Regions from separate parts of the Mus musculus genome. Here all the other regions are linked to region 2. Evidence: chromatin contacts called from public promoter capture Hi-C data. All regions are on one chromosome and are shown on one strand. Each heading gives the region's core, a stretch centred on a gene start, on an enhancer-like site or on the middle of the called end of the contact. The rest is flanking DNA. Distances are from core to core; before and after follow the strand shown. Region 1 holds the start of Tmem39a (transmembrane protein 39a). Region 2 holds the start of Kpna1 (karyopherin (importin) alpha 1). Region 3 holds the start of Timmdc1 (translocase of inner mitochondrial membrane domain containing 1).

What was found. Capture Hi-C pulls out chosen DNA fragments and counts their contacts.
Region 1: a contact with region 2 is called in a promoter capture Hi-C map of liver, with 2.0 times the contacts expected there. The contact joins the promoter of Tmem39a here to the promoter of Kpna1 in region 2. A contact is called at or near these places in 2 of 39 promoter capture datasets (cranial neural crest and liver) and 2 of 9 other capture datasets (adipose tissue and liver).
Region 3: a contact with region 2 is called in a promoter capture Hi-C map of liver, with 2.4 times the contacts expected there. The contact joins the promoter of Timmdc1 here to the promoter of Kpna1 in region 2. A contact is called at or near these places in 1 of 39 promoter capture datasets (hippocampal neurons) and 2 of 9 other capture datasets (adipose tissue and liver).

What each region holds. Positions count from the first base shown.
Region 1 is chr16:38,561,445-38,564,761 of GRCm38.p6, reverse strand. Tmem39a (transmembrane protein 39a) reads right to left here and starts at 1,948. Exons shown (of 9, transcript NM_026407.3): 1 at 1,632-1,948; 2 at 461-647. The coding sequence starts at 573.
Region 2 is chr16:35,981,770-35,985,406 of GRCm38.p6, reverse strand. Kpna1 (karyopherin (importin) alpha 1) reads right to left here and starts at 2,044. Exons shown (of 14, transcript NM_008465.5): 1 at 1,899-2,044. It overlaps Gm15564 (a long non-coding RNA gene), which reads left to right and starts at 2,078. Exons shown (of 2, transcript XR_001781900.2): 1 at 2,078-2,355.
Region 3 is chr16:38,521,379-38,524,725 of GRCm38.p6, reverse strand. Timmdc1 (translocase of inner mitochondrial membrane domain containing 1) reads left to right here and starts at 2,063. Exons shown (of 7, transcript NM_024273.2): 1 at 2,063-2,385. The coding sequence starts at 2,192.

The sequences.
Region 1 (3,317 bases), core at 699-3,198, 2.6 Mb before region 2:
GCATTATCTGCTCTTGCAGGGGACCAAGGTTTGGTTCCCAAAATGTACATGGTGGCTCAGAACCATCTAAACCCCCAATAACCTCTTTTGGCATCTAGAGGCATCAGGCATGCAAGTGGTACACAGACATACATGCAGGCAAAACATCGGTACACATAAAAAAATAAATAAAACTAAAAAAAAAAAATTTATGTTAAAAAAAAGAAAAGGAAAGGAAAAGGAAGGAAAAGAAAAGAGAAATGGACACTTCTACTTTGTGGTCCCTGCGTAACATCATTCTACCTGCAAAGAACTCTGAAAAGTGAAACACTAAGTTTTCAGTCTTCAAAGGCAGAATTCCTACTTCAGTGATAAGTTTGATAAGCAAACATTTGAATAGAATTATTTTGTATTAGTCTCACTGATAACAGGCTATTACAAATCATGCCAAGTGTTAAGCATAGAATTATATGTTCTTTACCTGTTCCTCAAGCCCGTCCCATTGCCACAGCCGCCGCCGACCAACGTCTGTATGGAAGGTAAAGCTGACCGGCTTAGCTGCTGCCGACTGGGACCCCGCCTTCTACTGGGCATGTCCAGGAACCAGGTAATTTCCAGTGCCACCTGAAGTTGCCACCCAGGCTGATGACTGTCAACTTATTTCAAATCTGAATAATATTAAAAAAGAAAGAAAGATTGTAACTTTTTCTAGAAGTCAGTATAACAAGCAAATGTTAAAACTCAGTGAGCAGATCTTATAAAATCCAGATTGAATTTTCAAATAAATGTTCCTGTCCCTATATACTGCTTGGATCTGGGGTAAGGTCAGAGGTTTAAATTCTGAGCTCAGCTGTATTCAGCATTAAGGCAACTCCCGGCTGGTGTCTTGTCTTGCTGACTTTTTCTTAAATAAAACAAGACTACAATCTACAAGGTGGCATTCTACAAGAAACACCACAACTTACTCGATTCTAATTTGCAATTTCACATTAAAATCACTTGAAATACAGGAAATATCTCTGTCCAAAATATGAGGTTGTTATCAAGGAATCTGACTAAGATTTGCCGCAGGTTTCTGACCTTGACCAAGTCATTTAACCAGAGTTTGTTTCTTCATTTCACTCAAATGGTTGCCCGTTTCAGAAAAGCTTCTGTAAAACCGCTAAGAAATTAAATGAACGTGCAAAATTAAAGGGCTAAAGAGATCTTCAGGGGGGAGGTGGGCGGACGACGACATTATGTTTTCCTCAATTTCGGCAAACATGGTTCTGCCAACATATACCACGTATTTCCTAAATACGACTAAAAATACTCTGAAAAAAAAAATTTTTTTTTTTGCTTAACATTACTACTGTAGAGGGATCCGAGGTTCCCTAGTCCACTGTAGGCTAACAAACGCCAGGTGGGACAAAGACTCCAAACTGTTAAAGGCAAAGAAAGCTGATCCCTGCTCAATTAAAGAGAAAGTACGGTGAGGGCAAAAGGCTGGGGCGCATCAGCGTAAGATTGTTCGAGGTGGAAGGCGAGAAACCACAAACTTGACTGGACTAAACCTCCAAGACGGAATCACCTAGTGGTCTCAGGCCGGCGGCCGAAAGAGCCGAAGCACGCCAGGGCCGGCGAGATGACAAAGCAGGTTAAGTAAAACTCACGCATGGGACAGGCTGGCCACGGAGAGGGATCCCTGGGAGGAGGCGGCGGCTTCACAGCCGCGACCCCGGGCACCCAAACTCACTCCCTCCTCTAAAGCGCTCCAAAAACAGCTGCCGGGACGCAGGCAGGATCCCACTGGACAGTCGAAGAAAGCTCTCGGGTCGCTAGGTTACCAGACCCAGACCGGGAGTCCGTGCCAGAGCCAGAGCTAAAGTCAGAAGCACAGTCCGACCCCATCACCAAGACTCATCATCCTCAGCCTCCATCGCCCGGGAGCTGAGGAGACGTGGCAGCGCACAGCGATGACGTCAGCTCTGCGTCGCGCTGGCCCCCGGAAACAGGCTTGCGGCCAGCAGAGCTGGCTCGCCCTCCTCCCGGCGCACCTGCGCAGTGGGACTCTCCGGCGCCCGGGCTTTCCGGCCCATACGTGCCCGGCGGAGTTTTTCTGTTTGTTGGTTAGTTTGGTTTTTGGTTGTTTTTTTCCCCAAATTTTCCCTGGCTCCAGTCAGCTAGTGTCTAGAGAAATGCTTGGAGAAGAGAAGGGAAATTCGGAGATGCCACCTAAGATCACGTCTTTCATATGCAAACGACTGTGACAAGCACGTCGGACGCCTGCCCCTTGCAGGGACTGAATATTAAATAATGAACTAGGTAGATAATAGAAATAAAGAATGAGTTCTAGAAAAGTTAAGTCTAATAAATAAGAGAACGCAGCAACAAGCTTCAGTAATGCTGTTAAGAACAATAAATTCACAGTTAGAAGTATATCTGAGCAGAGCAGTGGTGGCGCACGCCTTTAATCCCAGCACTTGGGAGGCAGAGGCAGGTGGATTTCTGAGTTCGAGGCCAGCATGGTCTACAGAGTGAGTTCCAGGACAGCCAGGGCTACACAGAGAAACCTTGTGTCAAAAAAAAAAAAAAAAACGAAACAAAACTACATCTGAGGTCCAGGGATGGCACTAGTGCCAATACTGTAAAGGGTCTGAAGCTCCAAAGATGAGTAAGCTGTTTTCCGAGGACAGTACGTGGTAAATAAAAAGATATGGAGTCTCAATTGTACAGCTTACTTTACCATGCTGAGTTCAATCCCTAGCCTTCACCCTACCCCCCCCCCCAAAAAAAAGATAGGCAGCCCAATGTTGCCCAGAACTGTCAGTAGTTTGATATCAAAATGAAGCAAGCCTGATAGGGCTGGAGAGTTGGCTCAGCAGTTAAAGAGCACTGAATGGTCCTGAGTTCAATTCCCAGAAATCACATGGTGGCTCACAACCATCTGTAATGGGACTTGATGCCCTCATCTGGTGTGTCTGAAGACAGCTACAGTGCACTCACATATATAAAATAAATAAATCTTTAAAGTAGAAAAAGGTAAAATAAAGAAGAATAAGCCTGGTGTGCCGGTGGAGGCCAGGGGGATGCAAATTATAACTACATTGAGATGCCATCTCACCTCAGTCAGATTTGCTATCATCAAGAAAAAAGATAAATAGATATAAATAAATCAAAATGTTGGCTAGGATGGAGAGGAGAAGGATCCTTACTCACAGTTGGTGTCAGTATAGAAAGGTGTAACCACTGTGGCCTTCATGATGGAGGTGTTTGAAAATGAAAACAAACAAAAATCACAATGACAGGACCTGGCTGTACCAGTCCTGACCATATGCACCCAAAGATAGTTGCACATC
Region 2 (3,637 bases), core at 795-3,294:
TGTGGTTGCTGAGATTTGAACTCAAGGCCTTTGGAAGAGCAGTCAGTGCTCTTACCCACTGACCCATCTCACCAGCCCAAAACAAGCTATTTTTAAAACTAATACTGTGTTCTTCCGTGCTTTCATTTATGCTAGGAAAAGCTAATATCTGCTTCAAAGTTGCTGTAAATTTGCTTTTATTTCTTTACTTCTTCTCAGGCCTCCATCTTAAAATTGTATATCACATAAACGATAATCCGCCAAGAATAAGTTATTTCAGCAAAACTAAAAAGCTAAACCATTCTCAAGTTCCTTTCAAAATTTAGACCTTTCAGCCTTTAAAATGGAGAAAGGAGGTCAGGTGTGACAACACACGTCTTTAATTTCAGAATTCCAAGAGCAGAGGCAGGTGGATCTCTGAGTTCAGTGGCAGCCTGGTCTATGTAAGAATTCCAGAGCTATGTAATGAGACCCTATCTAAAAGTAAGTATATAAATAAGTAAATGTTGTACACATCATGAATACAAATTTATACTAACACCCGCACGTGCAGGCATGCTGTAACCCCAAACACTTGAGAGGCTGAGGCAGGAGTGTTTTGAGTTCAAGACAACCAATGTAATGCTAGGCCAGCCATGACTAAATAGTGAGACTTGTCTCAAAAACAAAGAAAAGGCAACCTACAGGCAAGAAGGTTGGGACTAGTTAGTACCTACTTTGATATCTAGACTGATGGAAATTTTGAACTGACTGTGTAGTTTCTGTGTGACTCTGAAATCCTGCCACCCCGAAGGCCAGGGCAGGATAAGAAGCTCAAAGCCAGCCTACCAAACAAAACCCAACCTCAAAAAAAAACAGGCTGGGCAGTGGTGGCGCACGCCTTTAATCCCAGCACTTGGGAGGCAGAGGCAGGTGAATTTCTGAGTTCCAAGACAGCCTGGTCTACAGAGTGAGTTCCAGGACAGCCTGGTCTACAGAGTGAGTTCCAGGACAGCCAGGGCTACACAGAGAAACCCTGTCTCGAAAAAAAACAAAAACAAAAACACAAAAAAAAGAGGAGGAGGAGGAGGAGGAGGAAGGAGGTGTTTGACGGAACTCTTTTAAGAGGGAAAAGGCCAGACAATAGTGTTTAATATCTCAAAAGCATTTCTCGGTGGCTGATTCCTATAGTAATTTACCAAGCCGAAGTTTAAGCCTTAAAATCAATTCATGTGAAACTTTTCATTGAAAAGTGGTTTGGAAGCAGCTGCATTCAACCCACACATTCTTTCTTGCCGATGTCCCTGATCCCAGTCACCCTCCAGTTTTCTGCTCCCAATGCGAGCCTCAGCTAAGGCTTGGCGGTTTCCCTCGCATCGCCGGCTCACACAGCCGACCAACTTGTCATTGCTATAATTACCACACCCCCGTCAGCAGCTCCAGGCCCGCGTAGTTATGACATCTGTAAACTGCAAGCCTCCCGTCTCCACCCCCACCTCCCTCCAAACACCGGCCCCGGTGGTAACCTGCCAACTCCCCGATCGGCCCCGCACGCCTCGGCCTCAGCCACCGCACTCCGCGCCGCCCGCCCCCGCCCTCAAGCTAGCGCGGCGCGCAGACTCCGCGCCGCCGCCCGGCGCCCCGCAGTCCCCGACGCCGCTTCCACCGCCGCGCCGCGCCGCGCCGCCCCGCCCCGACCGGCGTTCCTCACGGCGAGCACCAGCGTTCCCCACCCCCACCCCGCTCCGCCGCCGCGCGGCCGTTAGGACCGCCGGGCCCGTGACGCACCGGAGCGACGCGAGGGTCCGGTCCCCGGCGCGCCCGAGCCAGCTCCGGCTTCCGCCCGCGTCCGCCTTCGCCCCGGGGCCTCCCTCGGGTCCGCGGAGGGGGACCCAGAGCCGCCCGCCGAGGGGGAGGGGCCGCGAGGTGCCCCCACTCACCGGCTCCAGGCGACCGGTCCCGGTGCCACTACGAAGAGGGAGACGCTCGCTCTTGGCCCGCCCGCTGCGCCTCTTCTGCGCACAACCTTGACCAGCCGGCGCGCACCACGGCGGCGCTCACCAGGCCTCGCTCTCCGCTGCCGCTCACAGAGCCGCGAGACCCAGCTCAGCCGGCGTGCGCACTGCGCCTGCGTGCGGGGGCCGGCCGGCGCGCCTGCGTGCGCTTCTCCGCCGCCTGCCGCAGGGGCTGCCGGGAAGCGGAGTCTCCGAGCGTGGACGCCCTAGGCTAGCGGCGGCCAGGGAAAAGGCGGCGGCCAGGGCGTGGGTCTCTGCGGACCAGGTTGGCAGTCAGTAAAAGCGCAGACATATAGAAGTTATGGAAACAAACTTGTCCTTACTAAGCTCTTCCAGAATGGACGGATTCCCCCTCACATCAATATAGCTTCCCTCTCACATGGTAGGTACCTCACAGCCGAGCATGCTTATTGGATGAATGATGGCATGGTTGGAGGCTGAGGGAGTATTACAAAATACGTCAGTGTCTCACGTTCAAAGAATTCACATGCAACCCGTTTGCAGGAACTTTCTGGGTATTCTCTTCAGTTCTCACCCATCTTACCCGGTAATTTATTAGTATCATATAACATTAAATCGCTTTTTGAGCCTAGCATGACGGTAACGCACGCCTGTATTTTCAGCTCTAGGAAGTCTGAGGCAGGAGAATGGCGAATTCTAGACCAGCATTACTACGTAGAAAGACCCCTATCTCAAAAACGGCAATTTCCAGCGAAAATATTTGCGTTGCTATGAGAAGGCACGCTAAAACAAAATATTTAGGGAAATGACTTAACCGTTACATGATAGAATTTTTTTTTCTTTCTGGGGAGTAGAGCGGTGGCTTCAAAGGAACACTTTAAGACAGCAAGTAGAGGTCACAGGAAAATCACAACCACAGGACACGGTTTAACAAGTCAGTTTAAAAGGAATACTGAGGAGCACCGGACATGAATCTGTAGAACCCCCGAAGGGAGACCCTCACTCAAGTCTCAGGGATCGCGAGCCCAGAAAGCCACAGTCACGCTTGCTGCAAACACACGAGGTTTTTAATGGCACACAAACCAGCATGCTGAGGTCGAGACCCATACACCACGCAGGGGTAGAGGAGTCTGACCCCAACCCTATTTTCCAGCAGGTTTATAAAGGTAAAAACCAGAACCTAGGGGGAGGATGGGAGAGGAAACAGGGGAAGTCTAGGGGCGGATATTTACTTCAAGGCACCTGGGACATTGAAACATTTTGTGGTTGTTTTTCCCAAGAGTTCCAGGGAATTAGGCCATCTGGCCGGGGGCGGGGGCCCATGTTCTCAGGGCAGTCATTATTTTATTTTTTTACTCTTCATTTCCCCACTTCTTCTTGTGAGTAGCTCTAATCTTAGAGCGACCCCTCTTCTTCTTTCGGCAAAGTCAGGTACTGTTGTCGGAGCACCATTACCTGTACAACACTAACCCTGTCTTTTACAAAAGCCACTAACTTATTAAGAATGCAAGGTCCAAAAGTGAGCAAAAGCAAAAGGATGATTAGGGGACCGGCAAGGGTAGAAACAAGGGTGGTAAACCAAGGAGACTTATTAAACCAATTTTCAAACCAGCTCTGTCTATCTTCTCTTTCCCTTCTGCGCTTGTCTAACCGGCTCTTCCTATCATTGTGAAGCAGAATTCACCAAGCGTTGGATTGTTCAC
Region 3 (3,347 bases), core at 814-3,313, 2.5 Mb before region 2:
CTGAGTTCAAGGCCAGCCTAGTCTACAGAGTAAGTTCCAGGACAGCCAAGACTACACAGAGAAACCCTGTCTCGAAAAACAAAAAACAAAACAAAACAAAAATCAGAGAACAGAAGAGGCGGAGTGTTTCTCTGCTGGTAAAGGAAGGTAAGGTCTGGTAGCTTCGAGAATGTGGGAGGCTGAGTAAGAGAGAGAGTTAAGGTAGAGCGGTGAGATGGACCATCACCAAGGGCCTAGGGAAATTCTCGGTACTAGGTACCAAAGGCAGCTTTTGAGTCTTTGGGGCTAGGATGTAGGTGAGTGGTAGGACACTCGCCTGGCATAGGAGCATTTTCCAGGACCACCTAAATGGAAAAGGGAGCTGAAGAGTTTGTGAAATCTATCTGGTACTAAGGAAGACCTTGTTTGTCTCTACAGGATGTTGGATCCTGGGGACATCTGAGCTATATGTAATGGTTTTTAACATTTTATTTTATGTATTTGAGCACCCTGTCTTCATGCACATCAGAAGGGAAGATCAGATTCCATTACAGATGGTTGTGAGCCACCATATAGTTGCTGGGAATTGAACTCAAGATCTCTCAGAAGAGCAGCCAGTGCTCTTAACCACTGAGCCATCTCTCCAATCCCCATAGGTAAATGATTTTGTTAGTGTTTGCCCAATCTTTGCCCTGTCCTCATTCATGTCGACCCTGATTCTAGAAAGTTCAAGTGCAAAGGATCATTTCCGGGACCTCAAATGTGTCAAAGAAATGCACTCAGCTCTTCTCACAGCTAAGCTAGACAGTCAACACATTCATTTTGTTGGGCTTTCAGGCCCTGGGACCCTAATCCCAGTGACCACCTCTGAAAAATAGACCAAGCAGGCATCAAGCTAGAGCTAGGAATTGGGGTCTGAATAATTCACTCAACATTTAATTACTTCAGGCAAGTGGATCACTGAGATGGAGGCCTGCCTGGTCTTCAGAGCTAATTATGTGACAGCCAGGGCTACACAAGAGAAACCCTATCTTGGACCCTCCTTCCCTCCAAAGAAGATAATTACTTAACATCTACTTCATGGTATAGACTGATTGGTGATTCCTAAGTCCAAATCCAGAGATGAAAGCACAGCTTCAGTCCTCTTGATAGAGATCAGCAAATAGGCAATTATACCACTGCAGTAAATGCTAATGGGGGCTTCATTCACGGCACTTTCCTGAACCTCATCTGTAGAGATGTCCCACAGTCAACTCCCAAATCCTATTACTATATCCTCATGAAAGTTTGTAATCAATCACTTATTTAGGTACTCCGTGGAAGTGACTGTAGAGCACCACCAAGCTGTATATTCATTGTGGTACTTTAACTAGAAAAGAAAAATAGTAGGTGAAAGGGTTTGCAAAGACTATGAGATTTGTGGTAACGACCAATAACTAAATTACACAAAATGATTGGGAATATTTTTACCTTGGTAAACAAGTTTTTTGGTTTTGTCTTGTGTTGAAAGAAACAGGAAATAATAGTTTCAGTTATTAAATGATAATTCTAGATCTTTTGCCTTCTCGGAGCAGTAAGCATACGGATACTTGTAGTGGAGCCCACGTTATGGGGAAAAAAATGCCCACAGCTGATATTTCAAAAATAGTTTTTAAATCTTGGACCTTTTCGGGTGCGCCCTAAGGTTAGACTCTGCTCCGCCCAGGAAGCTCCTCCGGCCCGCCAGGGCGTGGCCTAGAAGCGCATCGCCTACCTCTTTCCCCACTGCGCTTGCAGTGATTAAAGTACTGTCCCCTTCTGCGTGGCCTTCTGCATCTTACATGAGCCATCTCACTTAAGCCCCTGAGCACTTCAAGCTGAGCAGGTCCAGAAGACCAGAGTTACGGGGCGCAAACGCCAAAGGACATCACTGAGATGAAACGAAACGGCCGCCAACTCACTTCCGGGGCTCGACTGATCCCTAACCCTGCGCTACCGAAAGAGCTCTCAGTTCCAGTTTCTACGTCCCGAGCCCCGCCCTCACCCCGCCTTTGCGCGACTAGGGGCGGGGCTTCCGGTCTCCTTTCCGAGAGCTTCCGGAAGTGAGCCGGCTGGGGACCGGATGTGAGGTTCAGTGTCCCCCAACGTGCCGCTAGTGGGCTGTACAGGTCACCCTCTCCCACGGTGCCCGCCGACCCTGGGGTGTCTGTCTCTCTGCGGGTAGGAGGGCGCCATGGGCGCGCCGCCGCCCGCTCCCCGCAGCCGCCTTTGCGGAGCCTGGGGTCCTTTCCCCCGAGTCTTTGCTGCCGGTGCGGTGGCTGCGGATTCCCCAGGCTTTGTGGAGGATCGGGAGCAGCGTTCAGGTGTCTCAGACCCCGGTTCCCTGGAATCCGGATGGGACCGCCTCCGGCAGCTGTTTGCCAAAGAGTAAAAATGTCTCGGGTGTGTGGGGAGGGATGCTCGGGGGACGGCCGCAGCCCGGGCGAGCTCCAGCGCGCGGTCCCTGCGACGCTGAAAGTTCTCTCTGCCCGGATAGTGTCCGACCTGGTTGACATGCAGCCTTCTGAGTCGGATTCACTCAGAGTCACACTCTTAAGACAGTATCGTTCTCGTGAAACCAGTACCCTAACTTTACATATTAGAAAAATTGGATTCATTCGATTATTGTCATGTAGTATCACTGGGAACTATATTGTGAAGTCTACACTAATATTGTTTTTTCGTATTTCGTTTGATTTTTCTTTGTCAGTAATGGCTTTATATACTCCAGAAGCTGGAAGGACAGAGAGAATTGTTAATTTATCATTATTATTTTGCACAAGAAAAAAAAAAAAAACAGTGACAACTGTTCTCCTCCTCCTCCTCTCCGCACCTTCCAGCAGCTCTGCCCCCTTGTTCCCACCTCCATTGTTAAGAACTACTTGTATGTGGGGGTCGGTATTTGGGTATGGGCAGTAGAGTGCACATGCCCTCAGCCAGAGGTGTCAGATTCTCCTGGATCTGGAGTTACCTGGAGTCACAGTTACAGGGGTTCTAAGAACTGAACCCGGATCCTTTGTAAAACTAGTACACGATCTTAGCTGCCAAGCCATCCCTCTAGTCCCCCAACTCTCCTTTTTGAGACAAGAGTTTTGCTGTGCTTGTAGACCAAGCTGGCCTGAAACTCAAAGCTACAATCCATTCTCAACCTCCCAGATTTTGGGATTACAGCCGGGTCTTCTGGGATTCTGGGCCGAGCCTCTCTTTTTTTTTTTTTTTTTTTTCCCTGATGGGGGTTGGTCATCTGCCACAGATGTTACACGCCCAGCTCCATCTCCCTTTGCAGAAGATACTAAAATAAACTATGTGAGGAGTAAATGATTAATCCTGCATTACTTTCACCTGATATT